2 separate regions of the Macaca mulatta genome follow, and region 1 is linked to region 2. The links are chromatin contacts, called in public Hi-C maps. All regions are on one chromosome and are shown on one strand. The core of a region is the stretch at or near the end of the contact, and the rest is flanking DNA. Distances in the headings are between cores, read along the strand shown.

What was found. A called contact is a pair of places that touch in the nucleus more often than the background predicts.
Region 1: a Hi-C map of fetal cortex germinal zone shows a contact between it and region 2, with 3 times the contacts expected there. The contact joins the promoter of KCNMB4 here to the promoter of LOC144332960 in region 2. A contact is called at or near these places in 2 of 14 Hi-C or Micro-C datasets (fetal cortex germinal zone and liver).

Annotation. Positions count from the first base shown.
Region 1 is chr11:77,440,468-77,447,484 of T2T-MMU8v2.0, forward strand. KCNMB4 (potassium calcium-activated channel subfamily M regulatory beta subunit 4) reads left to right here and starts at 3,885. Exons shown (of 3, transcript XM_002798660.4): 1 at 3,885-4,655. The coding sequence starts at 4,320.
Region 2 is chr11:77,319,942-77,327,354 of T2T-MMU8v2.0, forward strand. LOC144332960 reads right to left here and starts at 5,107. Exons shown (of 3, transcript XM_077954727.1): 1 at 4,961-5,107; 2 at 4,491-4,560. The coding sequence starts at 5,098. CNOT2 (CCR4-NOT transcription complex subunit 2) reads left to right here and starts at 4,647. Exons shown (of 16, transcript NM_001265869.1): 1 at 4,647-5,129.

The DNA of each region.
Region 1 (7,017 bases), core at 2,635-5,134, 120 kb after region 2:
TGGCAAGAAAATTAATTTTTTGGTATTGGCAAGCTGGAACTCAATTTCCTATGACATTAACAAAATCTATAATTATAGCTGCTGAATCAAGAAGAAAATATAAAATTGTTTTATATGGTTTTCTTTGTTGGATCACTCATACTTTCATCATGTTTAATATCTAATTAGTTAAAAAGGTCTAAACTCTAGAATGTAAATTTTAATAGAAAAAAAGGTGATTATACATTATTTTTCCTATGTACTTTAGCTTTTCAAGTGTTTAGTGGCAGTTATCAAAAAACTTCATAATGTGCCAATTTTTGAAAAAAATTTCCCACCTGCTCTAAATTCCCTTCTATTCCTAGGATACAAAAGCCTGCCTTATAATTCTTTTTAGAATCTTTTAATAAAAATATATATGATATGATATCATACGTTGCTACTTTAGCATCAGCCACAGGACTTTTTGAATATTGATCATGAGAACAAATTATAAATAACATAGCTTTAAATGCCCTTGTTTAGATAGGCTTTTTCTTTTAAATTGAACTTTATCAAGACCTGGCCATGATCGTACTGGAAAAACTACTGCAGATGATGTACATCAAATAAGTCAATCTGGTTCTTAATAATACATTTTTAGGCCGGGCGCGGTGGCTCAACCCTGTAATCCCAGCACTTTGGGAGGCCGAGACGGGCGGATCACGAGGTCAGGAGATCAAGACCATCCTGGCTAACACGGTGAAACCCCGTCTCTACTAAAAAATATAAAAAACTAGCCGGGCTTGGTGGCGGCGCCTGTAGTCCCAGCTAGTCGGGAGTCTGAGGCAGGAGAATGGCGTGAACCCGGGAGGCGGAGCTTGCAGTGAGCCGAAATCGCGCCACTGCACTCCAGCCTGGGCGACAGAGCGAGACTCCGTCTCAAAAAAAAAAAAAAAAAAAAAAATACATTTTTAATCTTAATTGGTGGAACACTATTCAAAGAAAGGACTAGCTGCTTTCTCTGTGCTACTTCCACCTTCCACAGGGAACAGAGATTTTAAGTGACCTCAGAGCTTAGCATTTCTGAGCTTTCCTGGGGGAGTTCTTTACTACCATTCTGACTTAGTAAGCGGTGACCTGTATTCTGAAACTGAGGGGCTGACATATGCAATCTTCCTTGGGAATGTGATAAAGCAGCTCCGCTTCAAGTAAGTAAAACTAATAAACATTTCCAGTGTTTCATTAAGAATAAAATAGAAATTGATTTAATTTGTGAAGTCTTAATACGTTTGACTTTCAATAAAGATGTGAAGATAATGTGTTCAGAGAAAACAAGCTAAATTAAAAACAGGAAACAGGAGAAAAATGTCTAAAAAACAGAAGACACAAGTTTCTTCAAATACTTTATGAATAATTGCCAGGGAAGAAATTGACTAAATGCAGAACTAAAAGAAAATGGATTTTAAAATTTCAAGAATTTCAGTTAAAATAAGATAGAATTTTCTGATTTTGTTCCCTAGACTTAGACCACCGTACTTCAGTTTTGAGGCAGAGGTTTCATTCACAGAAGACTTTGAGCTCTGGAATCATTGAAAAATGAATCATAGGCCGGGCGCGGTGGCTCAAGCCTGTAATCCCAGCACTCTGGGAGGCCGAGGCGGGCGGATCACGAGGTCAGGAGATCGAGACCATCCTGGCTAACACGGTGAAACCCCGTCTCTACTAAAAAAAAATACAAAAAACTAGCTGGGCGAGGTGGCGGGCGCCTGTAGTCCCAGCTATTCGGGAGGCTGAGGCAGGAGAATGGCGTAAACCCGGGAGGCGGAGCTTGCAGTGAGCTGAGATCCGGCCACTGCACTCCAGCCCGGGCGACAGAGCGAGACTCCGTCTCAAAAAAAAAAAAAAAAAAAAAAGAAAAATGAATCATATTCATTTAATTATTGGTAGTCCCCCAACTGCTATGCATTAATAGGAATTAATTCTGCCTCAAGTTTCAGTTCCTCATCATACTGAGCTAGAATAATTGGATCTTGTTTGTTCATCATTGTTTCAGATCTTAGACATGGCTTTTGCTTTATTGGAAAAGAAGATTATAACAATAGAAAAAAAATTTCCTATTTTTTTAATTTTTCCTGCAATAGGAAAAATATTCAGATTGAAGATTTGTGATTTTGGGTTATGCTATTTCAACTATTAAACTCGCTTTTAAGTAATGTAATCACAATTGTCTTTATGCTAACAGAAAAAGAGTACAATTCTTACATTTAAATTAAAAAAAGAAAATCTCTCTCAAAACCTAAAATGTATTAGAGAACAAAGCATCTTCCTAATTTGGAAGTTTTTCAAACCCTACATCTTCTTAATTTATTGAGAAAAAGACACTTAGGATCTTCCTGTAACTAATTTGCCCATTGCTGGGAAATACTTGTTACCTATCATAATGTAGTGTTTCCAAATAACGTATCAGAACTGCAGTCGAAAGGTACTCAATACCAGTTAAGTAACATTTGAAGTCCAGGAAAGAGAAATCAAGAATTCCATGATTCCATGTTTCCGTATTCATCAGGAACATAATTAAGAGTTTATTCATTTGCGACTTACAAACACAAAAAGTTTATGTCGTTTGCAAGGAAGTCAATATTCTGATTTTATTCTTCGAAATGTAGATATAAATAGGTCTCAAGTTTGATTTTATGATAAAAGTGTGGTTTGGGAAAAGGTAATTCCAACTTTTAAAAGGTCGCGAAAAGAATAGAGGCTGAAGCATAGTTGGGGTGGAGGTAATTGGGGGTGGAGGTAATTGGGGTTGGAGGGAGCAACGGCAAGTATTAAGAGCAGAACACAGGTCTAGAAACAGTACCTGTAACAGAGTGGGCCTGCCTGCTGCTGTCGCTTTAAACAGCGCTCCTGGAAAGCTTATCTACAAATCCTGGGGCGGGTCAGGGGTGGCAAGACTCCTAAGGAGGGAAACCACATAAACGATTCTGTTCTTGGGAGCTCCGAAGCAAGTTCTGATGGGAAAAGTGGTATTTCTTTCCAGGCTGCAAAGCTCTCCACCTGTTTCCTTTAGTCTCAGTCAGCCCCAGCCATGGGGGCAAATCAAGTTGGGGTCGACCCGGCTGCCAGAGACGTAAGTTGCCACAAGGGTCACTGAGGACCTGAGCAGCAAGTTTCTTTTGTCCAGCCTCCTGCCCCCACGCACGTTGCCTCCACAGCAAACTCCACCTGACTCAGCCTGTTTAACTCCAATCCTGCAGCCCTCCCGGCCGCAGCAGGGTCAGGGGGCGCGAGTCTGCACCAAGACGGTTAGGAGGCCCAGGTCCTGGGACTGGACGGTTACCGCGCTCCCTGGGGCGGCGGCGCTGGCGGCGTGGGCACCGCTGGGTCACGCCTCTGGCACCGCCGCGCGCCAGCCCGCCCGTGGCATGGGGACCTGCGGTTGAGTAGTCCCCGGGGACCTCCCAGCGCACACCGCTAGCCTGGGGCTTTCACCTCGATCCGCCCGACCCGGGCGGCCCGTGTCCTCCCACACCGCCACGCGTGCCCGCTTCCCGGGGTGCGCCCGGAGCCTGGCCGCTCTGCCCGCAGGTGACCAGTCCCCGTTTAGAGTTCAAGATTCCCGCCGCTCCACTTGAACTCCACCCTCCCCTCTGATTATTATTTTTTAACTTTCCCTCCGGTTAAGCTAAATCGATCTTAATCTTTCATCTCGGACGTCCCTCTAAGGGGACTCAGGGAAGATTCCAATTGCAAGTCGCCGCTGTCGCTTGTGCCCGTCAACCCCTCGCCCAAAGGAGACGCCCCCGGGCAGGGCGGGGCGAAGCGGGGCGGGGCGGGGCGGAAGGGCCAGGGTCGGCGGCGGACGGGGCGGGGCGGAGCCTCCTCCTGCACGGGGGAGCCCCCGGGCTCGCCCCAGCTCAGGCACTCCTAGCCTTGGGGCAGCTGCCGGACGAGTCCGCGGAGAAGCGGCCAGCGGGCGATGGAGACAGAGAGACACCCGACGAGAGGAGGCGGGGTGGGGGAGGCGGGGAGAGTGCGGGGGCGGAGGCTGGCAGGGGGCGCTGGAAGCTGGAGCGGACCGTGCGCTCCCCGCGCCCGAGGGTGCAGGAGGCTCTGAAGCGGCGGCTGCACCGCGGGGCCCAGGCGGCGGCTGGGGGGCTGGGGGGCGCTGCCGCCGCCGGGGGCGTCGCTGGCCTCGGCCCCTTTGTTCTCGCGCGCTCCCCCTCGCCGCCCACTCCCCTGCTGTCGCGCGGCGGCGGCGGTGGCGGCGGCGGCTCCTCCCGCCCGAGGCAGTCGGGCTTGGCGCCGGGGGCGGGAGGGGGCGGGGGGAGCGCGCCAGCCGCCGAGAGTGGGGGGCGATGGCGAAGCTCCGGGTGGCTTACGAGTACACGGAAGCCGAGGACAAGAGCATCCGGCTCGGCTTGTTTCTCATCATCTCCGGCGTCGTGTCGCTGTTCATCTTCGGCTTCTGCTGGCTGAGTCCCGCGCTGCAGGATCTGCAAGCCACGGAGGCCAATTGCACGGTGCTGTCGGTGCAGCAGATCGGCGAGGTGTTCGAGTGCACCTTCACCTGTGGCGCCGACTGCAGGGGCACCTCACAGTACCCCTGCGTCCAGGTCTACGTGAACAACTCTGAGTCCAACTCTAGGGCGCTGCTGCACAGCGACGAGCACCAGCTCCTGACCAACCCCAAGGTAAGAACGCCCCGTGCACCCAGGGGCTTCCCGCGAGGGAGGTTTGGAGGCAGCGTCGGTGTTAGACTCCGCGCGGGGAGGGTTCGGCGAGTGCTCGCATTGCTGGGAGGAGACCAGGTGGCGCAGGCTGTACTCAAACCAGGAATGAGTACATCAGGGAGCCCGAGGGCACCGGTCTTTTAGGTGGGCTTACGCGCCGCGAACAGTGGTGCCCAGAGGCTTACTTTAAAACCTGTCTTGCCTGGTCTCAGATTTTGAGGCCTCGACCCAGTCCGGGTCCTGCGCCTACCGGACTGGGTTTGAAGAAGTGCAAGGAGCCAAGAAAGTTAACTTTTCCTCCATTTAAAGCCAGTGGTTAGCGGGGATCCACCTACTCCAGCTCATGGTCAAGGTTCGAGCTTCAGTTGGTCTCATCTAGAACTCAGATGGAATGACCTTCCTTGAAAGGTTGAGGGGACCCTCGAAAGTTGTGAGAGAGTTCCTTACCTTTTCGCTCTACACAGCCATTTTCAACTTGGGGTTCAAAGATAAGCTTTTGTGGCTTGACAAAACGACCTGGAATCAAATGTGGAATATTGCGGGTCCATTTTGGGAAGTACAGAGGGCTCCTAGTTTTCATGAGATAGATTCTCAAAAGAGTCTACAGGGAGCCTAGTTACCCTTTGTGTTTAGGGACAGTCAGGAGCCGTCTGGAGAACAGTAAAACTTGCTGAAAATAGAAAACCTTCAGTGAAATGTACCTAACATGACTTCTCTGACAACTTCTTTTGGTCTCGAAAGCAAACAAGAAGAAAAAGCAGAAGAAAAAAAAAAAGATAAAACCTGGTTAGGACTCCCGGGATGGAGAGCAGAGAGAGGAAGTCTCAGAAAACTGTTCCCAATGGAGAAAAATAACTTATAAAAAGCAGTGTCCTTAGCCTGTGAACTAATTGAGCTTTGTAGTGTACCTGGTTCTGGTTCCTTTTTTACTTCCCTTGATCTTTTCTACTCTCCTTGTTGCTTAACTATCAAAGTAAAGGTATGTATCTTTTTAAAAGTTACTGACATTTTTCCTTTTTTTGAGGGATCAAGCAGAAAAACAGTCCAAAAGGGAATGAATCTTGTGTTCACAGGAACACTTTATTAACTGTAACAAGATATATTTGTATTAATCCAAAAGAAAAAAATTCTACATTAATATTGTAGTAGTATTTAAAACAAGCTTACCATCACTCTGCAATAAAACTTGTGGTCTTACCTCCTGAACAGTAAATTCTTGAATTTGAGACATTTTTTAAAATTTCTCAAATTATTTTTAAAAAATTTCTTTTTAAAAATATGAATGACTTCTCCCTCCCCCCAAAAAAGCTCCTGTCGACAGATGAATATTGATTTATCTTTAAAAGTATCAATAATATAAGCAGTAAATATAGGACTAAGAATATAGAATTTGGAGTATATTGTTGAAGATCTTGAAGAAGTGATAACGTCTCAAAGACAAATGTTGTAACTTGATCCTCTTAATGCTCAGGAATTTAAAAAGAAATCTCAGGGTTTTAGAAACATCATTTTTTTTTTTTTTGGAATTAAATCAATAATGTCAAAGGTAAGTGCCAACCAGTAGTAATGATTTAGAAATTTTATGGCAGTTCATCATTTAGAAGTTGTTATAGTTGGTGAAACACTGCTAATTATTTTAAGATAGTGGTTCAAGCACTAATAAATTTCATATCTGTATATACATATATATGCACACACATTAATAAATGGCTAATATCTAATCAAGACATGGACACATTATAATTTATTACGAAAAGACTGCTTCACGATTTCAGGCAGTTTGAAGATCTGGCAGAAAAAGTAAAATGAAATCATTGGAACATTGATTTTTAAATTACCTAGAAGCAATCACAATGCTTTATGTAATACTAAGATTTCTCCTGTCTTTCTCTCTCTCTCTCCCCTGAAAATAATCATTTTTTTTTTCCAGTGCCAGTTCAGATCTTGGCAACAGTTGTTTTGAAAAATTACCTGAACAAAATACATTTTATAAAGTATTCAGGAACTGACAGAACTGGAGAAGGATATATTTATGTTACAGAAGTCAGGGACAACATCCTGTTCATTTTAGTCAAGGTTTTCTCAGCCAAACCAATTGATATCTCTTCATCCAGATTATAAATATGTTGTAGCATTTATAGACTGTAAGTTTGTTCTTCAGCATCACCTTTCTATTTTTACCAATAAATGCTCAATGTGGAAATTCTTGTAAGCAGTGTGATGGAAAAATTCAGTGTAGTGAAAATATTATGCCAGAGTCACATGCATAAGCAGAGTGTTTGCACAGTGTTCCTGCAATTAGACAATACCCATTGTCCATTCC
Region 2 (7,413 bases), core at 3,857-6,356:
TAAAAGTAAACATTTGTATTTTAAAACTTTTTCTTTGCTCTTAACAATATATCATGTCAATAAAATTTCCTCCACTTCATTTCAAATGGCTGAATACTGTTCACTGTATGGATGTTGCTTAGTTAACCAATCTCCTAATAAATGATGCAGTAAAGAGTACCCTTGCAATTAACTTGTTAAACACATCCTTATTTGCTTATAATACTTTTTTTTTTTTTTTTTTTTGATATGGAGTCTTGCTGTCACCTAGGCTGGAGTGCAGTGGCACAATCTCGGCTCACTACAACCTCTGCCTCCTGGGTTCAAGTGATTCTCCCATCTCAGCCTCCCCAACAGCTGAAACTACAGGCACCCGCCAGCATGCTCAGCTAATTTTTGTATTTTTAGTAGAGATGGGTCTCGCCTTGTTGGCCAGGCTGGTCTTGAACTCCTGACCTCAGGTGATCCACCCCCACCTCAGACTCCCAAAGTGCTGGCATTACAGGTGTGAGCCACCATGCCTGGCCTTTGTTTTTGTTTGTTTGTTTTAGACAGAGTTTTGCTCTATCACCCAAGCTAGAGTGCAGTGGCATGATCTCAGCTCACTGCAACCTCTGCCTTCCGGGTTCAAGCGATTCTCCTGCCTCAGCCTCTGAGTAGCTGGGACTACAGGTGTGCGCCACCACACCCAGCTAATATGTTTGTATTTAGTAGAGATGGGGGTTTCACCACGTTGGCCAGGCTGGTCTTGAACTCCTGGCCTCAGGTGATCCGCCCGCCTTGGCCTCCCAAAGTGCTTGGATTACAGGCATGAGCCACTGCACCCAGCCTGCTTATGACACATTTCTAAAAGAATTGTTGGGTCAAATGCACATGCTCAAGGCTTTTGATACATATTGCCAAACTGCACTCTAGAAAAGTGCTGCCAACATATACTCTCAGCAATATAAGCAGCCCTGTTTCTCTGAACCCTTGCCAGTACTATCAAGAAATAACCACTTGTTAAAATAATGCCTGAAGATTAATGTTTAACGTGTTTTGTCACTCATAAGTTGGGCTTACTATTAAACTTTTAACTGTTACAATATTACCATTCAAAGCTTAAGATTCTTACACGTATTTCAGATGATAGAAACTGAGGTCTAGTAAATTATAAATCAGACCCCTTTTAGTGTGAATTTTAGCCCTGGCCATACTGCAGTGCAGTCTACTTTTTTTTCCCCCTTGTAATAGCCTTACAGATTTCCCAGAAAAAGATAGACATCTTCTTTATTAAGTTGAAGACTAGGAATATTCTATTGGTTTAGTACCGTTTTTCCTGTTTCCTAGATTGGATTTTACAAATTTTGTGTTAAGGATACCTTTTGACATTTACTCATTTAATATTAAAATAGTCTAGCTAATCTTGGATAAGAATTTTGTTGCTTCATTCACTGACTCACTAATTTAACAGCACTTATCTAACGCCCACCATGTGTGAAGGATAAAGTAGTGAACAAAACAGGTGTAGTTTATATTTTTGTAGGGTGAAGGGAGGTATGAAATAAACAGTGAATAAAGAAGATAATGATAAATTATAAATGCTATTAGGAAAATAGAGGGGCACGTGATTGATAGACAATAAATGGGAATGGGAGCTATTTTAGATAGGGTGGCCATGGAAGGCCTGTCAGATACATTTGGGTTAACCTGAAGGAAGAGAATGAATGAGCCATATTCAAGACAGTAAAACCACATCCCAGGCTGAAAAAATAAAAATAAAAAATAAAAAGCAAGTGCAAAGTCCCTGAGACAGAGTATCAGGTAAGATTAAATTCAGTTGAGAACAAGAGACCCCAAAATAGCGGGTGTAATAATATAGACATTTACGAGTGCAGGGCTGGCATGGTGCTCTCATCCACAAAGTCCTCAGGGACCCTGGTTTCCACCAGTTTTGCCATCCCTAGTATGAGAGAACCTGCATGAGACACAAATTGGCAGCTAGAGTTCCAAAATCACATCTATAGTCCATGGTACAGGATAAAGGAAAAGCCGCATTGAAGGTGTACACCAACTATCTTTTAAGGATGGTTTTACAAGTGTGCCACATGATACAATGCTTATATCCCATCAGCCAGCACCATTACATGGCTACAAGAAAGGCTGCAAAATACAGTCTTTGTTCTGGGTAGCCATGTATCCATGTCTACTACTATGAAAAAAATGGAATTTTTGGGGACAACAGGCTCTGCTACAGACTACAAAGAGCTCAGCCCACGACAGAAAGGAGGCAGTAAGAAGGGTGAGAACAACTTCCCGTACTGCTTCCTGGGAAGATGGAGAAGTGGGCAGGAGCCAGATTATGCAGTCTTGAAGGCTATGGTAAGGAATTCCGATTTCATTCTGTGTGCATAAGGAAGCTATTGGAGGGTTTTAAACAAGGGAGTGACATAACCTAATAACATTTTTAAAATGATTGCTTTGGTTGGTATATAGAGAATGGTTTGAATGGGAAAATTTTCATGAGGGTACAGAAAGTGAAAGCAGCTAGTATGGATATTGCCGTGGTCCAGCAAGAGATGATGGTGGCTCCCAAGGGCTGTAGCGGTGGAGGTGATAAGCAGCTAAATTCAGAATATATTTGTCAGGCAGAATTGATGGTACTGTCTGATGAGCTGTATGAGTGTGAAGAATCACAGAAAATTCCAAGTTTTATGCTTGAGCAAATAAGTGAATGGTGGTACTATTTATGAAAATCAGGAATTCTAAAGGAGCAGGAGATTTAGGGAATGAACAAAGGGGATTCAAATGTTGTTTTAGACACATTAGAGAAGCCTGTGCTTTTTATCCCTTGCCATGGCAAAATTTTCAATACCATCCATAGTTTTCTAAAAATGGGTGGCCGTCTTCTTCTACAAGTTATACACAAACTCATTCTTCCCTTAATAGGGTATTTTTTTTCCTCAAAGTCTGTAATTTTTAAATGAAGTGTACAGAGAATTTAACATAACACATATTTTGGAAATACACAAAACATGTGCCTATTAGTATGGACTACTTTTCAGGTAAAAGAAAGACAATCTATTAAGATAGTCAAAAGAAAACCAAACTACCAAATGGGCAAACTTGATTAACATTACCAATGAAGATGAACTTTTTGATGCAACAGGATAATTCAAAAAATGTAGCATCTATTCTTATAGTAAGAATAGTAACTCTTATAGTAAGAATTCTTACTACACAAGCCTTTAACAAATGCTAGGTCATTAAATACCTAGAGTACCCTCTAAGGTAGGTATTAAAACAATTTTAACAAATTTATAATAGATTTGGCACAAATAATAGGACAATTAAAGGCTTGTTCTTCAACATGGCTTAAAGTGAATTCATCCTAAACAAATAGTGTTCAGTGAGTCAAAGTAAGTAGTATCAAATATTGAAAGTAATAGTATCAATGTATTTTCTCCTAACACTCCTAACCCACACGTTTATTATAAAAATGTTTGTTGTTCTATCTCTTCCAGTAAAATACTCAAGGTAATAAAACTCTCAAATCAGACTTACACCCTCTGGAAGTCATTCTAAAGAGGTATAACCAATCTTTTAACACACCATCTTATGGTTGAAGATGTTAACATGAGAGGAGGAGAAAGCAGAAAGAGGAAGGGACTATTTGGAGAAGACGGGGAGAAAAGAAGGAAAGACACCAATGTGTTGTTCCTCCTCGAATTTTCCTGAAGTGGAAAAAAAAAAAAAAATGAAGTAGAATGTTTGATGAAATGAATAACCAAGTAAAACATTTTCTGTCTACACCAGTACCACTAGGAGTTGAAATAAATTCACACAATGTCTGCTATGTCAAAACACCTTACCTTCAAAAACATGACAGTTACCTTTTATTTTATAGTATGTTGTGTTTCTTGCTATTTCTTATTTTTGACCTTCAATGACAAATTTAAATTGGATTACAGTGATTCTTTTGTAAGGAAAAGGTAAATTTTTAAAAGAAACAACCAAGTGAAGTAGAAATTTTATTTACTTCAAATTAACTAATTACTCAAATAGAAAAGGACAATTTTTCACATTATGAAGCTACACAATTCCAAAACACACATGCAGAGGCTCTTAAGAACGAAATGTCTAGTAATTACAAAAAAAGTGAAGAGTTTACAGACATACAAAGAAATAAAGGGGAATTATTGCAAAGAAAAGTTTAATTTCACTTTGAACGACAACGATTTTTCTGGAAAGCAGATACTTCACTCCTTTAAGTTTCCACCCAAGCCACAATAATTTCAAATGGTCTTGCGGATGACCCAGCTGGTCACTCTTGTTTATGTGGAGACTGGGGGGAATGAGAGTCAGAAAAAGTGCTATAAACCTAATTTGGCTAGAGCAAGTTCACACGACACGACCGTGCTTTAAAAACTTGCTCTCCATTATGTACTTCCTTCCACCAGGTTGGGGGGGGGAAAAAAAAAGGTGAGGATGGTGAGTAAATACACCAGTGGTTTCATCAGAGGGGAACTCACTACTCAGAAGGTGACGGTGACGTGGTGCCGGTCCCTGAAGTACGCGCACAAGCTCCGGAGGTTGCGGGAGCTAAGGGAGGAAACGGGGACACGGTTAAATTCGCCCAGGTGGCGGGAGTGAGGAGGGGAGGAGTGAGGAGGCGGACGTGCGGGGGCGGGGTGTCCAACACAAACACAAACACGAACACGCTCAGCATCCCCGGGGAGGGCGGACTGAAGCCACCTCACCATTCATCGCCCCTGGACCCTGCGGTCCCCCTCGGACTTGGGGCCAGAGCCCTCTGCGAAGCAACCTGGCCCCAGGAAAACGGCAGCGGCCGCAGAAGCCCCGCTCTCTGTAACGGCCGCGGAGGAGCAGCAAGCCTCCCTGTGAGTCGATGGGAGACAAGACGGAGCAGCGGTAAGGGCGGTAGGGGAGTGAAGCGCCTCTCCCCACCTTGTTAGAAGCGCGCTGGAAGCGGCCTACCCACCCCATCGCTGCTGCTTTGCAGTCGCCGCTCCCACCTTCCGCCGCCACCCGGAGGGAAGCCGGAGCGACGGGGGTCACGGCGGCGGTCAGAGGGTAAAGGTCTTGCTCCCAGCAGCCTCCGCGGTGGATACGTCGCCATCTTGGATCCGCGGGACAAGAAAATTCATGCGGTGAGTTTTTGGCAAATTTTCGGAAGTCTGGCAGCGGGGCGCGCGGCGGGGGCGGCGGATTCGGGGCCCCCGCAAGGCGGGGGAATGCCCCGGGGCCGGTCCGGCCGCGCCCGGGGTCCGCCGGTAGCGTCCCGGCCCGCCGCTTCCCGTTGCTTTTGTCTCGGCTCCAATCGAGAGAGGGAGAGCGGAGCGGGCGGGGAGGGGGGGTGGCGGCGGTGGAGGGAGGGAGGGGGTGTGTATGGGGGTGGTGGTGGACGGGACGTAAAGCGTCGCTGTACTCGGGCCGCTGCAGCAGCAGCTCCAGATCCTAGGCCCGGTCCCATCCGCGAGTGGCGGGGCTTCCCCAGACTCCACTCCCCTAGGCTCCCGCCAGCGCGGAGGAGCCGCTACCGCCGCGCTGCTTCCTGGGGGAGAAGAGAAGGCGGCTGCGGCCGTGGCTGAGGAGCTCGAGCCCGCTTTAGACGGCTCTGCCGCCTTCCCAGCAGCTGGTGCTGTCTCTGGCTCCTTACATTCTCAATACACGTATATCATCTGCCAGTTATGTGTATTTCTGTTAGTGTGTGTGTAAGTGTCAGATGGGAGACACTGGACTGGCTAACGGGTGTCAGGAGCCTGCAGGCCCTGGGATACCGAAGGCTGTGCATGGTGGAGGGAGAAGGAATGCAACTGCGATGCTGCCTCTGCCACCGCACCAGGAAGGTGAAGCTTCCGTAGTGTCGTAGACTGAGTCCGGATGGTCCTGGGGCGGCGGAGGAACCACAGATGCTTCTGTCTGTGAAGTTACAAGCCCTGGTTTTCTACTTCCGCAGGGGCCTCTCCACCTTTTGCTGTTGTAGGTCTCACTTAAAAGTTTCACAGAAGAAAAGAGTAGGGTTAAAAGAGGCCTTTGTAGTTCTTAATTGAGGCACTGTTGTCTGTCCGGGAGAAAGCTGATGACTCTTGGTGACTGTGGTCCTTAGCAAAAGTGAATTGTAGTTTTCTTTTATACAAAGTATTTCCAAGGTTTTAGACTTTATATTTATTCCAGGCCTGTAGGTACGGTATTACCACCACTAAAGTCTTACATAAGGGTACCACCCTCTCAGAAGGAACCTAAACAACTTCCTTCGAATCCTTGGAGACATCTTCACTTTTCAACATCCGGAAGACTGAGTGCAACATATTTTGTTTCATTTTCATAAAACTCTTGGTCAGAGAATCCCACTCCTTTTAAAATCGTTTGGGCAGTTCTTCGTAATTAAGTACACTGATTTGAACCCTTAGATTCTTGGCGAAATGGTAAAAAGTACTCAAAGTCAGTTCACGAGGGAAGCCAACTTAAATTTAAGGTTCCAAAGTTGAACATACTTCATGCTTGATATTAGGAATTTTTAGAGCTCGGAATCATAAGTGTGACTCTTGATTTCCCTTTTGAAGCAAGATAAGTGGAAAGAATAAAGTATGGGGTGAGGGATGAGATAGAAATTTTAAAGTATCCATTTACATACAAGGTTTATGTTGAGTTTGGGAATGCTTGGCATAATTGACAACAGTTCTTTCCAAACGTCAATGAATATGTCTCTTATAATTTTGTAAGATTGCGAATTGAAAGGGTTAAGAATCATAGTGGGCTGAAATGGTTAAGTGTCTATATTCAGAGCCCAGTTCATTGAAATGTTTTATAATGGACCAAGATAATTAGTAAGCTCTGTATGTTGAATTTGTTTAGTTTGTAGTTCTTTTATAATGTTAAATCTAAAGAAAAAGAAATACAAAATACACTTAAAGACAAAACATGTTCCACTCTACTCACTTATTTCTTGACTTTGTAAGATCCTTATTGTAGAAAAGGTATCTTTCTCTCATATTTTCTGAGAGCTTGAATTGTAATAACTTTTGTGAATACTTTGTATTTTAGAGAGGAAGTGAGAAACTCTGCTAAAGTTTTTTTTTTTTGTATCTGAATTAGTACTTCATCAATACAAATAAGTTAATGTAAACATTTGTTGGCAGGAATCTTTTTTTAAGTATACAATGTAGAGATATCTGTAACCTAATCTGATCTCAGGGAATGAGAATTGCCTGTTTGTTTAACCAAGCAACACATACAGCCTATACAATTTTTCAGTTTCTATAATACTTTAATTTATATGGTGGAAAAGGAGGGCAAAATGCTTGTGTGTGAGTGATTTATATCCCCAAGTACCTGATCTTGAAGATAAAACTCAGAATGTGGCTTATCTTCTGATGCTGGGCAAAAAACAAAAACAAAAAAATTCAGAATGATACAACTTCCCATATACCT